2 separate regions of the Acanthopagrus latus genome follow, and region 1 is linked to region 2. A link is a contact called in public Hi-C data. All regions are on one chromosome and are shown on one strand. The core of a region is the stretch at or near the end of the contact, and the rest is flanking DNA. Distances in the headings are between cores, read along the strand shown.

Region 1 (5,898 bases), core at 2,525-5,024, 160 kb after region 2:
GTCAGCCTCTCAGACGGAAACTGATTTTGATTTAGCTTCGCTTGGCAATGCGCTTGGCAGCCTCACCAATCACGGCAGAAGCTGTGGCAGAGCGGCACAGCCTGGATGTACGAGCGGCGGTGGGGATGGGGCCAGCGCGCGGCATCAGGGGAGCAGCGGTAAAAACACGACACGCGCTTCAGGAAGCCTTCACACCTGAGGACAGAGAGGGAGGGAGGGGAGCAGTTAGTAGGGACACGATGAATGGGAACATCTGTGTTTGAACCTTTATTGACACTAGGAAGGCTGACTCAGCACGGCCTGAGACAAGGCAGGTAGAGATGGCACGACCTATAGCTTCTATTCTCCTTCTCCTTTTTTTTTTTTTTTTTGTTTTGCCCCTCTTTACCTTAACTCACCCTTTTATATTTGAAATTTAATCAAGACCGTTCTGCATTTGCTGGATGAAGGAGCCAGCGACCCACTGACGCGTCTCATTATTCATCCCACAGACTTGTTCAAAATCTCAAAGTTATTTTCTGTGGTGGGTTTGAACATTTCACTCAATAAAGCTTAAGAGCAGCCTTGAAATAAGCACTCACAGAATAAGATCATTGCACAATGTGATACTTACATTGAAGCTACTTAAACCGGCGTCACAACCGATTTCTTTGAGGAAAATCAGCACAAGAAAATGCGAAACTGCTTGTTCCCATCCACTCACATGCAATTATAAGAGTTGGTTCATTAAGGAAAGCAGCGGGCGACACCAGTTCTCCATTGTACCGTTTAAGAAAAAGGCGGCGCAGAGGGTGCCGCAAATGAAAGTGAAAAACAATATAGAAAACACGATGGAAATATGACTTCTCTGCTCGTTTGACGTATTAATTAGAGGAAGGTCACATCAGATCTGCGCGGAGCGACGAGGAGCTTTAATCTGCTGCTGTTTTCATCTCCATCTCGGCACAGCAGACGCTTCGGTGGGAGAGCATTAGCTCTCTTGCAAAACAGGCAAGAACCGCCTCAAGCGAGCATAAACACTGTTTTGCAAAATTGAACTTGTTTTTTTTTTTCTCTCCGGTTTTTGCCATTTCCGTCGACCTTTTCTGATGTGATACTTCAGAATACACATAAAAATGTGTTTGATGGCAACGCAGCTAGTGACAACAGCTGCCTGTTTACACATCTAGCAGGGCAACACTGACATTAATTTACCTCCGCTGAGGAAGTTATGTTTTCAACTGTGCCCGTTTGTCTGTTTGTTGGTTGATTGGTTTGCCGTCAGGATTACACAAAAACTACTGGACGGATTACCAGGACACTTGGATGGAAGATGGGTCTAAGACAGGAACAGACCCAATTAACTTTTTGGTGTGGATACGGATAAAGCGAGTGATCCAGGAATTATTCTCTCACCTTCTTTAACACTGTGAGATCTGCAACATTTTTGTTAATTTCACAGTGAATAAAGTGTGGATCTTGTTGAAAAAGACAAAGTGTATTTAGGCGGCTGATATCAGTGGGTAGGTACGATGTGATGCGGAAAGCCGATCTAGCAGATTAAGATATGTGTTATTTAATAGTGGGTAGGCTTGACTGAATTAAAGGAGACTGCTGATCCCTATTTTAGCTCTGATTTTGGTCTCCACCACAGAAAAGTGGCAAATACGCTTTACCCTATTTGCTAGCATTAGCTGCTAACTTTGTCCGTTAGCTCGTTTAAAGTAGGAAGCGGACAATTGTTTGTTTGTTTGTTTGTTTTTAAATATGGTGCGACTGGAAAGGGTGAAACTGGAAACAGAGAGTTGGTTATGTGAGCCATTGCTGATTTTAAAAACATCAGTTACACAATTCAGCATCAAATTTGCAGAGTCCAGATCAGCAGGATCTCTGCTGGGTGAGACTTACTCAGAGCTCAGAGGGCCACACTTGTCCCATGGCTCATTCTTGTTGAGGACAGAGGGAACATGGGAGATATCCTGGATGTCTTCATCCATGCAGCAGCTATCTGTCATGAGAGGATATGAGAACAGATATTGAGCCAGCTGTCAGTTAGCAGATTTACTTTGATATTCTCATGGGGGGTCTCATTACATCATTAGGCTCTTAAGTGTTTAGAGACAACCACGCAGTCACTCACTGTCAGAGTACAGCGCACACTCCCTCAGGTGCGGCTCCGGGCTGGGCGTGGCCTTGTGTTTGCCGTCTTGGAGACACACCCCCTCGGAGTGAGCTCCGCCAATCAGCGCGGCCACCAAACACACGCAAACCAATAGCAGGGGGCGAGAGGTGACACCCATCTCTGCAGCCACAAACACGTCTGGGGGAGAGTTCAGCACAATGGACAGAGGCAGAATGAAAACACACATCTACATGGAATGAATACAAATGGCTTCATGAAAACACATCGAAAACTCCGCTCTAACACATTTTAAATCTGTTCCCTCTCACGCCTCTTAGTTTCAGTTATGTCATACTACAGTGAGTGATGCGGTGTGAGTGAGACATCCAGCTCAGGCTGTTTAGCTCCGTGTGAGCCCTGCATGTGGTGACCCAGTATACGGGGTGAGCCTAATTAGGTGAGACTGAGGCACTGTGCTGAGCCCGGTGACATGCGGAGCTGTTTAATCTAACAAGCGGCTGGCCGATGTGTAGCCTACATAACACAAATTAAACAAATCTGTCGGACCCGGCGGCGTGGCCCCCGGACAGGACCGGCGTGGCCCGGTTTTACACAACAGAGAAGATACAACAGAAGTTTGGCACATTAGGTCACTTAGAGAAGCCTAAAGCCTATTAGAGTAATACTAAATTGTAAACAAATGAACACTGATGTGGTTATAGGCTTTTGCAAATAAGTTATGCAATTCAAATAAAAAAAAGGAAAAGAAAAAAAATCCTAAATAAATACATAGAAATAAAATGTAAAAAAGTCTAGCGCGGGAAAGTCTTTATCACCAAAATCTGTCAATGGACACCCGTTCAAAGGTGTACAAAGCTATACTAAAAGAAATGAATAAGTAAATGAATAGATAGATAGATAGATAGATAGATAAATAAATAAATAAATAAATAAATAAATGAATAAGACTCAGGCAGTAGCTTGTACAATTTGCAACATACTGAGAACAGCTTAATAAAATAAAATGTATACACAAACCTTGAGGTGGAAACAAATTTAAAAAATTTCCAGTTTTTCCTATGGAGTCTGGTGACGCTCATTAGTGAGTTTACACTCACCTCAAGACACTTTATGGTATTTTTGCCCAATCTGCTGTCGCAGCTGTGGCTCAGCATTTCCGCTACATTATATTCTCACACGAGCCTGTAGTTTCAGCTGCCACACGTCCGTCTAAATGTTACTCTGAGATCACGACGACCTGAGGATTCAGGTGTTGTTATAATCTGATCAGACTGTTTCGACTGTTTTATTTTAATTGCATTCATTTATTCTAATTATTATCATTATCATATATATTTTTTACCTGTCGGTGGGTTAAGTGATGCTCTGTCCGGATTAGTTCCCTCTGTTTTCTGCGCTCCTCCTGTGGCTCAGTGTTGTCTCCGTGTCTCCCGGTGCGTTGCTGTTGGATCCAGCGCCTGTTCGCGATGCTCGGTGCTCCGGTCTCCTCCTCTTCTCTCTGTCCCTCTCTCTCTCTCTCTCTCTGTCTGTCTGTCTGTCTGTCTGTGTCTGTCTCTCTCTGTGCCGGCTGTGATCTCTGCTGCCCGGGGGCCGCTGCTCGCCACTTTGTCACCGGTTTATATGAAGGACATTTCAGTCCCTTCCACCAGGCGACTCACCCCCTCCCTCTGCCCCATGCTGGGAAGTCCTCTCTCTCTCTTTCTCTCTCTCTCTCTCTCTCCCTCCCTCCCTTCTTGCACACACACACACACACACACACACACACACACACACACACACACACACACACACACACACACACACACACACACACACACAAACACAGGGAGAAAAGACTCCCTCCTTGTTAATCTCCCACTGAGATGTTTACCAAATCCTCCTTGTTGACAGCCTTCAATCCGAGTGTGTCCGAGCAGCCCTGAAGATAAAAACACTGACAAGAAAAACAAAAAAAAAGATTTCTCAAATTGACATCATGAAAACAAACAAACCAGACCCCAGGGGGCATGTGCTGCCCTTGATTTTGAGAGGATCATTCACAGGTGGTGCTGAGTCACACCTGACCTCCCCCAGCCTCTCTCTCTCTCTCTCTCTCTCTCTCTCTCTCTCTCTCTCTCTCTCTCTAGAGGTCAGGGCTTTTTCCAGATGACGGGGTCAGAGGAGGGTACGGCTGAGATTTAATACTGCATGATATGCTGAGGACAGGGAACACAAATCTCTGCGGAACAAAACACCGCACGGGGGCGGGAGGAAGCTGCTGCGCGTTGCAAAAAAACCCTGTTCCTGTTCTCATAAAGACGGGGTTCACTTCAGCCGGTTTCTCTGAATGCAGTCCACCCCCTCCACCACCACCCCCACCCCTACCTGTGTCAATGGATGCATGTAGGTCACCACACCGGGAGCTGGTGACCTTGCCAGCAGAAGGTATAATCCCTGATAGCGCGTCTTCCTTCTTTCCGTTGGTTTTGCGCTCACATGCGTTTCAGCAAGAGTCTGAGACTACAGGGTCTGAATGGGCTTATGTGAGCACATGAGTGTGGGCAGCCGGTGTGTTTTTCCACCACGCGTGTATTATTGCTCCTGGCTTTTAATCTCACCTCCCCTTGGACCTGCTGTACCAGCCTAATCCCTGGCAGGGTGAATCTCTCTCCCTCTCTCTGTCTCTCCCTGAGTGACCTCCCAAGGCTTTTGGCCACAGAGGAGCAGATGGAGAGTGTCTTGTGGCCTAGTTACATCTGCCAAAACCAAGACTGCGAGATTGGTGACATGCCTCAGACATGATTGGTTTTGGCAACCGAAAAAAAAAACCACGCAGGGGACAGGACGGGGCCGGACAGATTGGCCGTCGCATAAACGCACAGATTTGAGTGCAGATGAGACGGTTCCTCGCTGGGGACTCAACTCAGCGTCCCGCTGTATGAGCTGAATGAGGAAATGAGGGAATGAGGGCTCTCTTGGGCCCCCGTTGTCCACCAGACTGTTTCATAACTGCTGAGGGTCATAACCACAGAGCACTTTATTTCTGGGGATGCGAGCAGGGGAGCGAAAGGCAGACAAACAGCTCTCCATCTGGTAATTAGAGAAGGAATAACGATATCCTTTGTGCGAGAGCTATTCAGGGAACAGAGAGAGAGAGGGAGGACAAAGCAGGCCATGGTTGCTCTCTGTGTCCCCTTGTTGTCGCTCTCATTTAACAGGGTTGGGTCACTGCCTGTGCTCAGGCCTTAGGCTGGCCCTCAGCTGGCAAACAGTGTCACCCACCCTTGTCATCTCACTAAATGACAGACATTCATTTCCGCCAGTTAGAGTTTCTTTGATTTGTTGTTCCACTGACCTGTTTCCCTCGGATGGTAGACAATTGAACCCTCCGCACGGACCTTTGGAAATAAAAGGTGAGAAGTGGGGAACCTGTCACCAAACTCTTCATAGGAGCAGGAGTATGAGATGTGTTGTGATCGCCGACCAAGAGTAGGCCGCTCGTGCCCCGGGGTGTAACCAACTGTTAGATCAAATCAGTTGCTATTTTTTTAAGTCGAGTTGCATATCGCTGCAAGTATGAAAGCTAGGCTAGATAGCAAGCACGGAGAGAAGTTGACACTAAAAGTAAAGTTGTAATAACTTCTGTTTAATGTCAACAATTTAGGTTGAAATAGTTAAAAGTACACTAGTGATAATAGTGAACTCAAAGAGAACTTGAAAATAGTTAGCAAGCGTATGGATGAATGGTTGAAATAAAAAACAAAACAAAAAAGTTACCTAAAAGCAAAGTAGGTCTA
Region 2 (6,232 bases), core at 226-2,725:
TGAAGTGGGTCTCAGAAATTTGGACGCTACACAAGGCAGTGACAATAGCTTCATCACTCAGTATGACCTGGTACTTGAAACATCCCCCAAATACAAGTCCCTTAATAATCCTGTAGGTATTTATAGTGTGCAATGGGTTCATATTGACCTTAACGTGTATTTTTGGCGTCATTTGTATAACTGTTGGATAATATTACTGTAGGGTAATTTTGGACCGTCACAGAGATAGAAGCGAGGGCACATGTAGTTTGTAAAAGGTGAAAGAAACCTTTCAAACATTTACAAATACCCCAGGCAACCACAAGTACAGAGGCCCTAAACGGTCATGGGCCAACAGTTTTCCAGAAATAATGATGACAATTTTATTTGTTTTCTCCAGATCAAGAGTTTTACGTGACATTATCATGGAATAACGAGTGTTTTCCAGAGCTAACAGGTTAATTTTCTCCATTATCACATGAAAATGATCTTTGTTATCTTGAGGTAACGTAATAATTTGAATATTATTAACCAGTGGCCGGTAAGAGCTTCCAGACATGCGTTTGCTCCATGTTTTATCAGCATATTCAAACTGCGTGTCTCTCAACTGTGGATAAGTATGTAGAAGTAGTGGTGAAAAGGGACTATACTAAATTTGTTAACTGGTACTTCAGTGTTATGCTATTCAATTGCATTTCAGAGGAAAATATTATTCGTCATTTAATGAACAGCTTTAGTTCTAAGTTACTTTGCTGTGTATGATTTTACGCACAAGGCACATTTGGCACTTATAACCAACTGTATTTGACAAAGGGACGAATTGGCTCCAGCAACAACTACTTACACATCAATGAATCAGTGATTCCATAATAAACTACAGTGTAACACACTTAGGGGCCACTGTGCACTCCTATCCTTAACCATCCGGATATCAATTCCTCGTGGACTTCTAGTGGTCCCCGAGCCACATGTTGGAAACCAGAAAATATTACCACAAGCTCTCCAAACATTGTCAAAAACGTTGAGTCATGTTGCAGGAGGGAGTAGGTGTATAGTTTCGACGTGATGATCCACTTGTGTGGAGATGAATAGTGGGTGAGATTTCATCAGACCGTTTACTTTGATATGCAATACGGCAGGGGCGCGGGCGGTAGATTAGGCTGTAAATGTAACCAGACGACTGCAGCTCAAATCCGCTCGAGCTGTTGTTACAGTAGAGTACAGGCACGTGAGTGTTATTCCTCAGTGTGTACATGGAGCAGCGACAGAGAGCAGACTTACCAAGCCGACTGTTATCACTTGCAAGACAGCAGCTATAAGCAGAATCCCCATGCTGTCAGCTGATTCACATCAAAGAGGAGAAAAGTTGTTTTTAAAAAAAAAATATATATATATATATATATATATATATATATAAAAAATAAAAATAAATCCTCCACCGGCTTAGAAACAATAGCTTTTGTCCACAGAGATTAAATCCGACTTGCGCACTGCTCCCCAAATGTCTCCCATCAGTTGTAAATTTTCCTCGATCAAAGTTTGAGCCTTGTTTTTATATCAGCCCCGTGCTTTTTATGGCAGCCACGCCCACCCCGGACCTCCTTCAACCAATTAGGAGGCAGGCGCGCGGCCAAGGTATCCCCGACAGGGAGGGGAGGAGAGGGCGGGGGTTTGGAGGAGGGGGGCGTGGCCAAGCATGAATGCAGTCATTCATAAAAATTCAGAATTACTACATTCCAAAGAGGACCTGGCTTCTGGGTGTTTATTTATTTATGTTTGAGCGAAAATAATATTTTTGATGCTTTTAAGTTCTTTTCACACGCATACCTCTGTCCGGCTGCTGCTTTGTGAAAGGTAAAATAAATATACTCAGCTGCTAGTCTGTGCTACATTAATACTGGGGGCAGCCATAGAAAACAGCAAGGAATTTCCTTCCCCCACTTTATAAAAATACTTTTAGACAAGAGCTGGACAGATAAAGTGCATGTACAAGGCGAGCAGAGTGTTCCGTTGAGCAGGGTACAGCTACGTGATTGAGTGATAGTGATGTTGAAAATGATTATGATAATCTCCCGTGCAATTCATCACTCTTTTTTCCTCCCCTCCATATCCTGTCTTTAGCCCCTACATCCCTTTTACCTACTCAGAGGTTCCCAGGCCTGCACACACACACACACACACACACACACACACACACACACACACACACACACACACACACACCATGTAAACAGACAAGAATTCAGTTCAATTGGTTTAAGGTTTTCATTGAGCGGAGGTGAGGACCGCCTGGATAATCTTCCTGTCACTCCCGCAGACACGCACACAGGAAACCAGCCATCTGCTCTACCTGAGCTGGTGGCTAACGTACACACTGATACTCTATGTGAGAGGCTTAAATACATATTCCACATTTATGGGCTCTCAAACACACCAGCGTTGCATCGAAGTGTTCACCACTGACACAGGCAGCCACAGTGGGCTGCTTGCGGAGATTCAGTGAGAGGGATTGTGGGTGGCTAAATTGTTGTTTTCCCTTGCAGTTTCCCTAAAATGTATCATTAAGCAGGGGGGTGTCTGCAGTCATTTGTGTTGACGAGGAAGATATCAACCCCCTCCCGTTCTCTATAAACCACCCCTGCACTTAACCAAATGGTCACTTATAGAGAGGTGCATTTAGTAACGTTGTGCATTGCATACACCTCTTGCAGGCATACTCATATTTGCATAACACCGGCTCACTCCAATAGCACTCAAAAGTACGAAAGCACGTACAGCTTCATTTTGTGCCTCTCACATGGTACCATTATGCTTGAGTCAGAGCTAAGCATATGAAAAATGAGCGCATAAAGTCACTTTAGAACTTTCAGCACTTTTCTGAAAGTCTTTCTAGTAACGTCAATGACTCCTCCAAACATCTGGATGAAAAAATATTCTGTCTGTTGCACAATGGAACAGATTTTTAAAAAACTTGTGTCCATTGAATTTGCAAACGAACTGAAATTTGCACAAGACTAAAACTCAACAGTCAGGCCAGCATCTCTGTGAGCTGAATGCTAACACTAGTGTCTGTGTTTAACAGCTACAATGTTTATCATGCACAATCATAGTTTAGCATGTGTTAGCATGATATGGCTTATTTTGCACTCATATGGTGCCAGAATAGCCAGAAAGAGATGTTTTCAACAGGGAACAGTTATGTGAACAACCCTTCAAGGCAGCTAAACAACCTTGACAGTCAGCCAAAATGTTTGGCGCACCACTTTCCCACCAAGTATTTTTTTCACAGCACTGTACCCATCAGACAGACAGAACATATAACAGACAGCGTGCATACAACAACGCAGCGTAAAAACACACAGTACCAAACAGTAATTACGAGCCACATTAGGGTCAGTTCGGTGAAGCCTTTTAAAATAGTATAACTTTGTAACTAAGCTGAAACCTCAGTGCTAGGAAATGAAGCCAATCTGAAAGGACCAAAACCTGCATTTCCTTGAGTAGCCACTCCAGGCTGGCAACAAAAGTGAGTCAATCCCCATTAGACTTCATGTTGAAATGCCCAACATCACAGCATGTTTAAATACAGTTCACAGCCTTGTACAAGAGTTGGTCTTATTCCCTAATTCATCCCTTCATGACCAGTGAACAGAGGTGAATATTTATTCAGCTCACTCGTTTGAATTATATGAAGGCTTCAGGTTACTAATAATTAGGCCCGTGGGCGCTTTGAGTGAGCTGCCTGCTTGGCTTCACTGACCTTCATCTCTCAGCTGTATTTGTAGTGCTGCTGCCTTCTGCAGAATTTTTTAATGTAGATATTAGACAAATAATATTGTTTTCTGTGCAGTTAATTGAACAAAAAGACCGGCGCAGAGGAACAGACATGTTGGGCTTAATTTAGGCTCTTCAGAAACCTATGACTGATGTCACAGTGGCTTTGTCCACTAGTTTACTCTATCCATGTCAAGTGCCCTAGAATAGAATAGTAATCTTCTTCATAGTGTCCATTTTGAAGTCGAAAGCCAGGAGAATAATTTCACAGCTTGTGGAATGGGAGCATCCAAGACGCAAATAAATGCATTATTAACACAAAGCGATTAAAGGTGCACTATGTTGTTTGAGGAAGAAATAAAAAGGTCTCTCACTGAATTTTATGCCTAAACAACAGGATAAACAAACCCGCTTTGTTTGCATGACATAATAAACGAATGACAAATGAACAAAGTGACCTTAAAGGACAACACAATTTTATACTGTTTTACTTTGTTTATATTTGGCTGCCACCTCTCTAACTTCAGACAGTGATCTTCTGGGGACCTTAGTTTCCTCTGAGAACAGCGTGTTTATTCAGTTACGGAGAACGTAATTATTTCTGAGGTTGGATTATAACCTTTTAAGTTTGAATTTCTTCTTCAAAACTACATAGTGCCCCTTTAATTCTAACAAATGGTTGTTGGGAAAATGTAACTCGAACCACAAATGTGAGCCTGATGGTTGATTGCACCACATGTAAAATCAGTGGCATACATCTCCTGGGAACCTTGAGTGTCTGCGCCAAATTAAGTAGCAACTGATTCAATAGTTGTTGAGATATTTCAGTCTGAACCAAAATGGTGGACCAGCTACTTAGATAGGACATACAGTCACAACCTGAGAAACTGATTACAACATTCTTAATTTTTTTTTCTTTTTCTGTGCAATAGAATGATCAGGACCCTCAGAATAGCTTTAAGTGTTGTTATAAATGACTACTTGGATTGCTTGGTGTGTTTTCATCAGAAAGAACAGCTGCTGTGACTTTCAGTGGTGATGCTTGAAGCACAACCTGCCTGTGGCCAGCGCACACCCTCATACGTACAGTGTGCTGCATACAAAATGTTCTCACACACACAGAAGGCCTACACAGAGAGCGAAATTATGTATTCACCAAACTTCCATCCTCTCCCCACACAATCCGTCTCTCTCTGTCAGGGCGCGGAGGTGATGTAACAGGGCCGTGTAAACAAACCCAACACGAAGGGAGAAAATGAAGGGAAAAATTCTCTGAAGCTTGTGTGTGTCTGCGTGTGTGTTTGCGCAGAAATATGTTGTTGTTGTATTCATATTTCAGTTCCATTGACTCATCAAAGAATGTGTCTCCTCCACTTTGGTCCCGGTGGCTTCCATCCCAGACATAATAAACAAACATGCAGAGTTTCCAACACACCAAAGTAGAGGCATTCATTAGCTCTCGGGGGTACTACACACTGCCACTGGGAAGTTGCCCCGCGCCGTGACCTTTACATTCTGAGCTGACAGTGGATGTCAACTCGTAATGGTTAAAGTGACACAAGTCTGCTTTAAGAGTTCACTGGAAAACCTCCCTGTCACTACTATTAAAAAGTCAAAGGAATGGTCAGAGTGGGGAGAGGGTGACGGGGGGAAGAAGAGGCGAGCAGCAGCAGGTGAGAAACAGATCAAACCTTCAAAAAAACAAGCCAGTGGAAATAAAAGACAGACAGTCAGACTGGGGGTAAGGGAGGGAGAGAGAGAGGGAGAGGTGTGAGGCACATGCACAGAGCCATGGAAATATTAGAAAGTAGATAGAACAGGATAGTAGAGTGAGGTCAGTGGAACAAAAGCAGCTCTGATTCTTTCGCCACAAAGAGCACAGCACCGCGAGTCAAGCAGAGAGGTGGTGGTTTTGAGGTGAGGAGAGCTTTGTGTGTGTGTGTGTGTGTGTGTGTTTGTACATGAGGAGGAATGGAAGTGGAGAGGAGGGGCAGAGGAAGACAGGTGTGGAGTGTTTGTTCAGGAGAGCCTCTACCACACCTGCTGCGACACTCCTCTCACTCTTCATACAGCACGGCCTGCAAACACACACATCAAAATAAGTGGACGTGGGCACACACATGCATTTACCTTTTCCAGTTCGGTCGGGCCAGACTAGGAATTAAGATCTTTATCGTGAGACTGACTTTACGCTATGTCAGGAAACTAAAGCCCCATATGGAATTCCAGCAAGTCATTGTTAGAATGTCTTTGGCCGCAAAGCTGCAGTGTGTCAAAGCCTGAAGCTCCCTCCTCTGTCCACTGTAGAAAATATCACTCCAGGCCAGTCACTCTCTTTTCTAATCAAACCCTTTGTACTGTCTCAGAGTGGGAAGTGGCACGCAAAAAAAGTGAGAGGATGTCATCATTGTTGACGACAAAAATGCCCTTATAACAATCTCTTAAAAATCTCAGACTTACTTGCATTGCACCATATGCA

Evidence for each region. A called contact is a pair of places that touch in the nucleus more often than the background predicts.
Region 1: a Hi-C map of liver shows a contact between it and region 2, with 2.5 times the contacts expected there. The contact joins the promoter of rtbdn here to the promoter of si:ch211-106h11.3 in region 2. A contact is called at or near these places in 2 of 4 Hi-C or Micro-C datasets (liver and muscle).

The regions. Positions count from the first base shown.
Region 1 is chr23:5,224,200-5,230,097 of fAcaLat1.1, forward strand. rtbdn (retbindin) reads right to left here and starts at 3,775. Exons shown (of 6, transcript XM_037087747.1): 1 at 3,465-3,775; 2 at 2,120-2,299; 3 at 1,888-1,987; 4 at 67-195. The coding sequence starts at 2,279.
Region 2 is chr23:5,063,413-5,069,644 of fAcaLat1.1, forward strand. It overlaps si:ch211-106h11.3 (CCN family member 1), which reads right to left and starts at 1,476. Exons shown (of 5, transcript XM_037090158.1): 1 at 1,261-1,476. The coding sequence starts at 1,311.